2 separate regions of the Mus musculus genome follow, and region 1 is linked to region 2. Evidence: chromatin contacts called from public promoter capture Hi-C data. All regions are on one chromosome and are shown on one strand. Each heading gives the region's core, a stretch centred on a gene start, on an enhancer-like site or on the middle of the called end of the contact. The rest is flanking DNA. Distances are from core to core; before and after follow the strand shown.

What was found. Capture Hi-C pulls out chosen DNA fragments and counts their contacts.
Region 1: a promoter capture Hi-C map of adipose tissue shows a contact between it and region 2. The contact joins two enhancer-like sites. A contact is called at or near these places in 2 of 39 promoter capture datasets (embryonic stem cells and liver), 1 of 484 Hi-C or Micro-C datasets (embryonic stem cells), 7 of 115 datasets of contacts at active chromatin or transcription factors (bone marrow-derived macrophages, double positive thymocytes, embryonic stem cells and 1 more) and 3 of 9 other capture datasets (adipose tissue, liver and pancreatic islet).

Annotation. Positions count from the first base shown.
Region 1 is chr11:23,207,470-23,213,176 of GRCm38.p6, forward strand. No RefSeq gene overlaps it. Among named protein-coding and RNA genes, the nearest start is that of Xpo1, 46 kb to the right of the region's middle. Within about 2 kb of position 3,917, at least 106 of the 459 cell types and tissues checked have an H3K27ac peak or open chromatin away from gene starts, as enhancers often do. A contact at or near this core is called in adipose tissue, where this site is marked.
Region 2 is chr11:23,017,771-23,023,847 of GRCm38.p6, forward strand. Fam161a (family with sequence similarity 161, member A) reads left to right here. Exons shown (of 5, transcript NM_001363283.1): 4 at 2,230-3,363; 5 at 5,660-5,972. The coding sequence ends at 5,777. Among named protein-coding and RNA genes, the nearest start is that of Fam161a, 12 kb to the left of the region's middle. Within about 2 kb of position 2,636, at least 17 of the 459 cell types and tissues checked have an H3K27ac peak or open chromatin away from gene starts, as enhancers often do. A contact at or near this core is called in adipose tissue, where this site is marked.

The DNA.
Region 1 (5,707 bases), core at 2,667-5,166, 190 kb after region 2:
AAGAAGGAGGAGGAGAAGGAGGAGAAGAAGAGGAGGAGGAGGAGGGGGGAGGAGGAGGGGGGAAAAGGAAGGGAGGAGAGGAAGAGGAGGGGGAGAGGGAGAGGAAGAGGAGGAGGGAGAGAGGAGGAGGGAGAGGAGGAGGGAGAGGAAGAAGAAGAAGAAGAAGAAGAAGAAGAAGAAGAAGAAGAAGAAGAAGAAGAAGAAGAAGAAGAAGAAGAAGAAGAAGAAGAAGAAGAAGAAGAAGAGAAGGTGTACTGGCTAGTTTTGTGTCAACTCGACACAAGCTGGAGTTATCACAGAGAAAGGAGCTTCAGTTGGGGAAATTTCTTCATGAGATCCAACTGTAAGGCATTTTCTCAATTAGTGATCAAGGGGAAAGGCCCCTTGTGGGTGGGACCATCTCTGGGCTGGTAGTCTGGGTTCTATAAGAGAGCAGGCTGAGCAAGCCAGGGAAAGCAAGCCAGTAAGGTACGTGCCTCCATGGCCTCTGTATCAGCTCCTGCTTCCTGCTTCCTGCCCTGCTTGAGTTCCAGTCCTGACTTCCTTGGTGATGAACAGCAGTATGGAAGTGTAAGCCCAATAAATCCTTTCCTCCCCAAACTGCTTCTTGGTCATGATGTTTGTGCAGGAATAAAAACCCTGACTAAGACAGAAGGGAAGGAAGAAAGAAAAAGAAAGAGAGAGAGAGAGAAAGGAAGAAATAAAGGAAAGAAGGAAGGAAGGAAGGAAGGAAGGAAGGGAGAGATGGGAGGGAGGGAGGGAGGGAGGGAGGAAAGAAGAAGCAGCTAGAGAGATGGATGGTTGAGCCAGTAAGAGTTCATGCTGACTTTGAAAAGGACTGGAGTTCAATCCCCAGCACCCACATCCAGCTTCAGGGGAATCTAATGTTCTTTTCTGATCGCTTCGGGCACCAGCATACGGCACAGAGTTACACACACGGCACAGTTACACACACACACACATAGAAATAAACATAAATCTTTTTTTTAAAAAGCAGATACATCACCTAAGTCCACCCCAAAATAGTTGAGGATATAGCAGCCTCAGGCCTGGAGCTCCTTGCAGGCCTTGATGGTAGCTCTCTGGTCCCAGAGCTTGGCTCTCTGCTGTTCTACTGGTCAGTGCCTACTCCCTAAATAGTTGTTTATTCCATGTATAGTTAGTGAAGAGCCTTGGAGAATTTTGCCAGTTTCTACCTTCCTAGCCTTCCTCTTCTTCCTGAAGGGAGAAATCTGTTGTACTGTATCACAACCTTTGTAGGCTTTGATTTTTTCCAAACCTACTTTAATAAGGGTTCTTAAACGCTTCAACCTCCCTTTTAGCCCACCACCCAGCAAAGGTCATGGGGAAAGATAGGAAACAGAGTTGTGGACCTCTTATAGAAACAGTTCTTTGGGGGTGATTCCAATCTTTGTTGTCTGAAGTCCTTTAGCAAAGCACAGACACAAATCATCAGCAGATGCACTCCAATCCACTCGGCAATCACCACGCATGAACTGCAGTTCCAGCCAGAAGAAACCGTGAGGCTCAGTAAAGCGGCCTGTGTGGCAGAAGAACAAGAAGTCACCAGAACATCAGAAGTTCTTTGGTGAGTTACTCTCTATGAAGTCATGCCAAGGGAAGACCAGCAGAGTGATGCCAGGTGAACCAATACAACAGCATCATCAGTGACAACTAGCAAGGTGAGCCAATGTCAGAGCCCCTCCCACCGTCTGTGGGGTCACATCCCATGTCCACTTCAGCAAAACATGTCTTACATGTGCCTGCTGCAATATTCTAAACTTCCTTTCACCTGTCTGCCCCAGGAAACATCATATGACACAATTGAATTTCCAAAGAAACCAGAAATTTCCACTTCAAACCTTTATTTATTTATTTATTTATTTATTTTGTTTTTTTCGAGACAGGGTTTCTCTGTGTAGCCCTGGCTGTCCTGGAACTCACTCTGTAGACCAGGTTGGCCTCAAACTCAGAAATCCTCCTGCCTCTGCCTGGGATTAAAGGTGTGCGAGACCACTGCCCGGCCCTTCTTTTATTTTTTTAGATGATTTATTTATTTATCTATGTGCGTATGAGTTTGTGTAAGTGTATGTGCACATGTGTATACAGGTACAGACACCTGAAGGCATCAGGTATCTTGTCTATCATTCTCAGCTTATTCCTTTTTTAATTATTATGGAATATTTTTTCTTTATGTGTATCTGTTTACTGTGTCTGTGCCTGATTACTGCAAAAGCCAGAGGGAGGCATCAGAATCCCGAGACCTAGAGTTACAGATGTTTGTGAACCACCTTGTAGGTGTTGCGATTCAAACCTAAGTCCTTTGGGAAAACGGCCCAGTGCTCTTAACCACACGGCCATCTCTCCTGCCTCTTGGCAGAGTTTCTGCCTGAACCTATAGCTCGTATTCTCTGGGCTAGGCTGGAAGCCAGCCACCCTCAGAGATCTTCCAGTACCAGCTCCACTCACACCTGGGTACGTACTGAACACACAGCTTTTTATGTGGCTGTTGGAATCAGAACTCCAGTCCTCCTGGTTGTGAAACAAGCACTCCTAACTGCTGAGTCAACACTCTACCCTCAATTCCCAACTTAATTCTTTTTTTTTTTTTTTCTTTAACCTTCATTTCGAAGTTTATGTTGTAGCACTTTGTTTCAATATAATGTAACTTACTGATCAGGACTGTTTATAAATGTAACACTTGGCCTATGTGTAAGTGTGTATGTATACACATATGTGTGTATGTATACACACATATGTGTGCTCATGGAGGCCAGAAACCATGAGTCGCCTGATGTGAACACAGGGAACAAAATTCTAGTCCTCTGAGACAGGATCTCACCAAGTAACTCTGGCTGGCCTGCAACTTGCTATGTAGACCAGACTGACCTTAGACATGTCATAGAGATCCACCTGTGTCAGACTCCCATATACTGGGTTAAAGGTATCTGTCACCACCCAGTCTATCCCCCCCCCTTTAAATTAAAAAAAAAACAAAACAAACAAACAAACAAAACAAACAAACAATCAGTATGTTAAGTGAAAAACCATGTTGTCTTACTACATGCTCAGAAAACTGTCTACTTCTACATGAAGAGACTTTTCTGTATGGATTTGATTCGCTTCCCAGTGAAAGCTCCCTCCCGAGACACTTCTTTGGGATCAGTCCTGATGCTCTCCTTATATAAGTAATAATACAATTTTACCTCTTAATTGTGTGTATTGACTTTGAGTCTACTGTGGTGTGGGGGAGGGACTGTGAGCTGTTGGGCTACAATTATGCACTGATCAAAATCCTTAGAATGGAGCAGAGTGGGCAGTGTCACATGACACCAGTGTTCCTTGCCTTCAGGAAGCTGCCACGGGGTGTGGTGGGGGGTGGGGTGGGGGTAGGGGGTGAGGGGATGAGGGCTGGAGGCAGTGTCCAAATTTCATATGTACATCTGATATGCTGGGTTTGATTTTAAATTTTTAAGTAACCAATTACTATGACTAGTTGCTTTATTCTACAGAGTGTGCCAACGACTCAGACAGAAGTGTGTTGTAGTTGGCTTGGTGGTACACACCTGTAAACCCAGTACTTCTGCAGGTGAAGGCAGAAGGCTCTCCAGTTCCAGGCCAGTCTCAGCTACAGGGTAAGACTCTGTCTCAAAACAAACAAGCCCCAATAAGTAGATCCCTTCGCTCCGCTTGAATGCCAGTGTTTATTCTTAGACGGAACAGTCCTTGGGAACTACAGAAATGCTCTTTTTGGAGAAAAGGAAGTTTAAAAACGGGTGCAACACTGTGAGTTGTGAACTAACGGGCTGAGCAGGGAAAACCCAGGCCCCGAGCAGAGGGGGAAGGCTGAGGTGGCCAGGCAGCGGAGGCAGGGGCGGGAGTGGACAAAGAAAGGAAACCCAGAACAATAGCGCCCCTCCACCTCTGCTCCCGGGAGGCGTGGCTGCCTCAAGGGTGGGATTGGCTCAAAACTGCATGGGGGATTAGAAGTTACCTCGCAGAGGCTTTTAAATATTTTCTGTGAATTCTAAATGTGGCTGAGGGAAGAGAAGCGTCTCCAGGACCAGGCGCTTCTTCAGGCCCCACTTTCTAACTTCACTGCCGCGAGATGGGGTCGCTGACGACAACACCATCTCAATTAGTCTCTTTCTTTGTTTTTATTTAGTTTTTTTTTTTTCTCTTTTCTTTTCTTTTCTTTTCTTTTCTTTTCTTTTACTTAGAATCTCACATAGCCCGGGCTGGGCTGAAACCTGCTGTACCCGAGGACGACCCTGAGTTTCCTGATTTCTTGACTTCTTCCCAAGCACTGAGATTCCAGACAGTGTGCCACCACACTCCCGTGTTTGCTTGACCATTTCTTTCTTTCTTTCTTTTTTTTTTTTTTAAAGATTTATTTTGTTAATATATGTAAGTACACTGTAGCTGTCCTCAGACACTCCAGAAGAGGGAGTCAGATCCTGTTGCGGATGGTTGTGAGCCACCATGTGGTTGCTGGGATTTGAACTCTGGACCTTCGGAAGAGCAGTCGGGTGCTCTTACCCACTGAGCCATCTCACCAGCCCTCTTTTTTTTTTTTTTAAGATTTATTTATTATTATATCTAAGTACACTGTAGCTGTCTTCAGATACACCAGAAGAGGGCGGCGGATTTCATTACAGATGGTTGTGAGCCACCATGTGGTTGCTGGGATTTGAACTCAGGACCTTCAGAAGAGCAGTCAGTGCTCTTAACCACTGAGCCATCTCACCAGCCCAGCTTGACAATTTCTATAGGGATCAAATTTAACAGTGATGTCATAAAATCTTTTCATAGAGAAAGCTGCTCTTAGACCTGCACTCTGGGGCTGGAGAGATGGCTCAGTGGTTAAGAGCACAGACTGCTCTTCCAGATGTCTTGAATTCAATTCCCAGCATCCACATACATGGTGGCTCACAACCATCTGTATTGGGATCTGAAGCCCTCTTCTGGTGTGTCTGAAGATAGCTACAGGATACTCATACATATAAAATAGATAAATAAATAAATTAAAAACAAAAACAAAAAACCTGCACTCTGCACTCCCAGTACTTGGCAGGCAGAAGGCTGAAGGTTTCTGCAGCATTCAGGCTGGCCAGAGCTGCAGAGCAAGATCCTGTCTAGTCTCAAACCTTCTTTCTATACAGTTAAGGATGACCTTGAACTTCTCATCTACCTGTTTCCCCCAAGTGCCAGGGCTGGTCACCAGCTAAAAATTTGCTGTTGCTCGGTTCAGTATACATGCCTGGCATTTGGGAGGCTTAAGCAGTAAGTCCCCGGCCAGCCTGATCTACAAAGCCGGGGAAGGCTCCATAATGAGATTCCATCCCAAAACCAAAGCAATTACAATACAGGACTGGAGAGACAACTCCATTAAAGTGCTATTCATGAACACAGGAGGATTAGTTTGGATCTCAGAACACATACAAACACCAGTAATTCCAGCACTGAAGGCAGAAATAGGGAACACCCCCCACAAAGCTGGTTAGTGAGCTCTGGGTTCACTTGAGAGACCCTGACTCAATGAATGAGGTGGACAGCTACTGAAGACACCCCTGACACCTACCCTGGGCCTCCACAGGCTTACACATCCATGTGCACACACTGAGGGAGATACAAATGCACATGAGTGTTTGCACCACACACGTACACAGGAAAACAAAAGAGTACTCTGTGTTGTTTGGATTGTTGT
Region 2 (6,077 bases), core at 1,386-3,885:
AGAGATCAAGCTGGCTCTGCCTGCGTAGTGTTGTGGTAAATCTCCAACCACTATAAGCCCATTTAAGGAAAACACAACTTTGTTGCAGTGAATCTCCAAACCCAGTAAGTCCATTCAAGGAAAACACAACTCAGTTGTATATTTATAAACTGCACACCTATACTGGGCAGACATGCCTCTACAACACTTTCTTCCCCAGCCATGAAATCCCTACTCCTTGCAGTTTCTCCAGGCCATTCGCTTCTACTCCATCTTCCTTCCAACATCTACAACCCTGTTCTCCTCTGTCCTCCATCTTCTTCAACTCCTCCTCCTCCCTCCTCTTCCTTTCTTGCTCCGAAACCCACTTCCTCATTTTCACCCAGCGATTGGCTACTTGTCATCTTTCTTAGCCAATCAGATGATTAAGGGAAATTCCCCTACAGCGGAGTGCTAAGATTAAAGGTGTGTGCCACCATGCCCAGCCAGTCTTTTTTAAAGAATGAAAATTAAAGTTTATTTTAAAAAATTAAAAGATGAGCTCATTAAAGATGCAAGGTTTTGACTTCTGGGGTTTTTTGTTCTGTTTTGTCATTTGTGTTTTTTGTTTGTTTGTTTTTTAGATTTATGTATTATGTATGCAGTGGCCTGCCTGTATGTATGCCTGCAGGCCAGAAGAGGGCACCAGATCTCATTTTAGATGGTTGTGAGCCACCATTTGGTTGCTGGGAATTGAACTCAGGACCTCAGGAAAAGCAGCCAGTGCTATTAACCTCTGAGCCATCTCTCCAGCCCTTGATTTCTGTTTTTAAAAGCAATCTAGCATCAACGCTCTTTTCTAATGTGGCCCTGCTTCCTTTGAAACTGTAAGCTGACTGTACATTGTCTGTGTGTCAGAGCTGTTTGAGCTCTGACATCCCCAAGAAGGTCACAGACTTTGATCTCATTTGAGGGCTTTTACCCTGCCTTTGACCTTTCAGTTCTCCAATAAGAGACACAACTTTTGTTATTTACAATTAGCCTTTATCAGCACCAGAGCTGGGCAGATATTACCCTCTATGCTATTAGAATCTACTTTCCTATCTATGACGCCGAGTTATTACTTGCTGTGTTCCATCTGGGCTGCTCCCAGCTCCAACTGGCCAGCCTTCAGGGCCAGGACTCTAAGGTTCCGAGCCCACGGCGTCTTCTCTCTCCTACCATCCTCTCAGTCTCTTCTCTCTCCTACCATCCTCTCAGTCTCTTCTCTCTCCTACCATCCTCTCAGTCTCTTCTCCACCCCAACCAGGTTACCTAAAACCCACCTCCCTCTAATCCCTCCAGTAATTGGCTGTAGCCAATTTTGTTTAAACAATAGTTTTAAATCGAGAAACAAGGTTTGCACAACAAAAATTTGTAAATGTGAGAATTCCCTTGGCGGCCTAGACCTTCAGGTACAGAATTTAGCATTACAATACATGACAACAGACCAAGCCTCAAAAGTAGACATGCAATACGACATGACACTCCAGTGTCTCTGAAACAGAAGAAGTGGTGATCATGCTCAGGGGCTGGTGTCAACAAAGGTGTCATACATAAGTATGATTTTCCCCCTCCAATTAAAGCTAGGAATCAAATCCTCAGTGCCTAAGAGATGGGCTCTCATTATGTTGCTTAGGCTAGCCTTGAACCCCCATATCCTTCCAGTCTTGGTTTCTATTAGCATGCACTAGCATGCCCAACTGAGTTCAAACTGGAGAAAAATAAGAGGCAGAGTGGATAGAGGAAGCAAGGAGTGGCCTTCAGGACAGCAGCAGGCATGGTGGAGAAAGGAGTCAGGTGAGAACACTTCTAGAATGATAACTAGGCTAGGGAGGGGAAAGACTGCTGGCTAAGCAGGGGCCAGTACTGATTGACAAGTAGTTCAGACTTTGTAGCAAAGATGAAAGTGTTAGGTAGGAGTAACATGGTCAGACATGGTCAAGATGGTGACTCTGGGAAGCACAGAGGAGATGAATAAAAGTAAGACAGGAGAAGCAGTTCAGAAGACAGAAGAGACTCAAGTTCCTTCTCTGAAAAGTGAGAGTGTATTAGATAATTCATAGTCATCTTTCAGCTCTATTCTAACGAAAAATGATATTGTCACGACCCTTAGACAGCTACTCCCTTCTGGCTGACTATACCTTAATACTAGAAAATCTGTAATTACAGTAATTTTAACATTTGGCCACATAAAATTGGAAGTGCACCCTAATTATTCTTCTTCCCTAGTTCTGCATCGGAAAAGAGCTGCTCACATCCTGCCTTGTCAGTGACCTCACTTTCAGAGCCTGACCTAGACGGGTCGTCCTCCTTGTCCACAACTACTGATGAGGGGTTGCCCGACCTAGAGGAAAAGACTCCCGGGGAAAGCAGCGCAATGGTCCATGCCCAGGAGCTCATAAACAACATGTGGAACGACTTTTCTGTTGAAGATTATATTCAGTATGACTCAGACTCCCGAACAGCTAAGAAAAAAAGGAAGAAAGCTAAATCCTTGACACCCAAGATTACAGTGCCTGTACCCTTTGAAATGACGGTAAGAGAGCAGAATCGGAGAGAGAAGGCCTTGAGTGCTCGGTCAGATCTGGAAACAAAGCTGCTCAAGAGGGACGAGGACGATGCAGAGTGTAAGAAGAAATTCCGAGCCAATCCCGTTCCTTCCTGCGTGCTCCTTCCCCTTTATGAGGATCTAGTCAAGCAGAGTGAGGAGCGCCGGAAGAAGGCCCGGGAGAGGAACAGAGCTGCGCTCCTGGCCTCCCTGAAGCCCTTTAAGTTCATTGCGAGGGAGGAACAGAAGCAAGCAGTCCGCGAGAAGAAGCTGAGAGACCTTTTTAGGGCTAAAAGGAAAACGAATCAGTTTAAAGCCAAACCTGTGCCTCGTTTTATTTACAGGCCAGCTGCGAGTGACAAGCCAAAGGAAGAAGAGCTCTATGGGGACAGCAGGATGCTGCCAAAGGTCAGAGATCTGTTACAGAATTCGCCTTGGCCCAGTCGGTCAGCTTGCAGACGTTTCAGGGACCCCAGAAGTCCTGCAAAGCCCAGGGGTAAACACAGGCGTAGGTGCCTGAGGCGTGATGGAGACTTAGAAAAATGGAAGGAGCCCTTCTCTGAATACAGCTTTCTGAAATGCCCAATGCTTTGTGAAGAGTGTTGTCTTCACGAATCCCCTTGTGACTCTGATAAAAGACAGAAACTCTTGGCAGACATCAGAGCAGATGAAGAAATTTTGAGAGAAACACGCAGGCCGGGTCGGTCTCCTAGGCGCAAGTCACCGGGAAGAAGCTCGAACCCAAAGCCCAGGCCTCATGAATGCAGCCCACCGATGCCCACCGCGTCTTCCCGAGGGCGGGAGCAAGCCATCAGGTAAGGCCTCAGGACGGTCACTCCCTGCCACATGGTTGCTGAACTGGCATAAAACCCTATGGGTTTTACCCTGGTAAATCTGGATTTACTAAATTATCTGGAAGGTATTGTATGACATGGTAGAAAATCGTTTGCTAAGAACGTTCTTCTAAGAGACAAATGTGATTTCCTTGGGGATGATAGGTAGATAAGCTTACACCATCAGCCTTGCTTGGATTTCCAAGGTCACAATTAAGATTTTGGTCAAAAGGTGGCTTTTTTTTTTTTCCAGCCTTTGAATTATGCCCTGTTAAGTCTTTGCTGGACAACTTCCTCCTTGGCTTAAAGTGCATTAATTAAGCCTTAGTTTGTTGCCCTCAGGAAATCCCTTGAGGAAAAGAAAATGTTGGAAGAAGAGAGAAATCGGATCCTAACTAAACAGAAGCAAAGAATGAAAGACTTGCAGAAACTGCTGGCAACCCGGGTTAAGGCTTATGGCTCCCACCAGAGCTTGTCTCAGATAGTTAAAGCCAGGGTGAAGGAGCTCAGGTACCACGGAAGAGCCTGGGAACGCCAACATCAGCTGCCAAACTCCCTTTCCTTCCCTTTCCTTTCCTTTCCTTCCCTTTCCTTTCCTTTCCTTTCCTTTCCTTTCCTTTCCTTTCCTTTCCTTTCCTTTCCTTTCCTTTCCTTTCCTTTCCTCCTGCTTAACTAGTGGATACCTAGATATGAAAATACTATGGCATCTTAATTTATGGATTTAAATAATCTTTGGCTGTTCCTACTCAACTGTTACATATATGCACACATATACATCTTATAATGACAGTCAGTGTATTTACTTACCTCCATAGCGAGAACCATGAGACCATGTGGAACAGAAATGGCTTTGTTATGGTCATAGTTAGTAATTGCTTAAAAACCAGCACAAAACCTTATTTATGCAAGTGTGTTCTTATTTATAAATTATGTAAATATTTGGCATATATACATGCATTGCATACATACATTATACATACATACATATGTACATTATACATCTGGTGCTGGGGGCTGGGCATGTGAGGACCAAAGCCAGGATCTTGTACACAGACTGGCTGATCTGGATAAGTCAGGGAGTTCTGTTCGAAGTTTGTACCAAATACAACAGTTTGAGTGGATGCATGGTGGGTACATGCTGCCCCTCATGACTGATAGCAGCCACAGAACACCTACAGTCCTTTACAGAATACTACTAGAATTCTATAAAGCAGAGTCTGAAAACCAGCATTCCAAACATTGCACATAAAAATGGTCATGCTTAAGCAAGAAAAGGCCCTCCAAAGCTGGGTAAGTAATATGACTTATTAACTTTTAAGATCCAAATACGTACATCTATTTTATCACTGAGCCTTCCTTTACAGTATAGGATCAGCCCACTAATAGAGCCGAGTTTGATGAACTTGAGCAAAAAATTCCTTAGGAATACAGTATTTGCCTGTAGGAAGTTGAATACCAACTTACTTTGAGTAAGCATAATTTTTGTAAAGTATAATTATTTTCCGTACCCATGAAACTCTCTTGTCTTGGTTGCTTCTAGTATATCTTATACAGAGGAAAACAAAACAAAACAAAACAAAACAAAACAAAACAAAAAAACAGTGAAGTTTAATTCATTGTGGGATCTGGTCCAGAGGATGAGCACAGCGAGGTTCATGCTTTTGGCTCTGCCCTCAGTTGCTACATTCTCATGAGCCCCACTTTCTCTCTTACCTACTCCCACTTAATTAATGTTGCCACTGCCCACTAGGTGATCTCATTTAGGGAAAGAAGAAAAGCAGGGTCTTTTTATTTTGGTGTTTGAAACAAGGTTTCTCTGTGTACCCTGGGCTGCCCTAAGAACTAGCTCTGTAGGCCAGGCTCGTCCCACACTGGGATATCTGCCTGCTTCTGCCCCAGAGTTTTGGGACTAAAGGTTTGTGCCACAACTGACCAGTTTCAGGGTCTTGTTTTTGAAAGAATATTTTTTAAGATACCCATTTGGACCAGACTTTCTTGCTTTTGTATACTTTTATATAAAACACTTTTTCAGGCAAGACTGAAGTCTTTTTGCCTTGAAGACTTTGGAAATCAAAATGACCAGACCATTCCCAGGGCAGTACACTGTGTTTCTTCAAAACCTGGGCTTTTTATTCTGGATTTATGAAAATCTTGCCAGTCTAGAAAAGGAACTGGGCTGAGCTGTGCTCTCACTTCCTGGTTTGTCTTCTGAGGTGAATGTCCTAGGAGAGCTTCCGTAGCTGACCTTTAAAATGCCACTCTCTTTATCTGGTTCTAGAAGGAGTGAAAAGGCCAGGATGAGAGAATATTGGCAAGAACTGGAGGAACAAGAGGAAAAACTGCAGAAGAGGCCGATGTTGTTTGAAAGAGTCACCCAGGTTGTGTTTATTGGTTAGGGCCATCACCAGCTTTCTGTTTCTCAGTACTTCTGGCCTCCACCTTTGTGCTCCGTCTTACGGTGTCCTACAGTTGCCAAGACATGATGTTTCTGGGGCGGCTTCATCCAGTCCACCAAGAAAGTAATTTCACTTAAGATGTGACAACGCTTGTAGCTCAATAAAGAACATGTCACTAACCCCATGTACCTCAAGACATTCCTGACACGGTTTGCTTTAGAGTCTGGTCTTTTTAGTCAGATTCTGTTGAGGCTTCGGGATATCATGGGGAGGTCTTTATGAATTCAACCACTGGGTGTA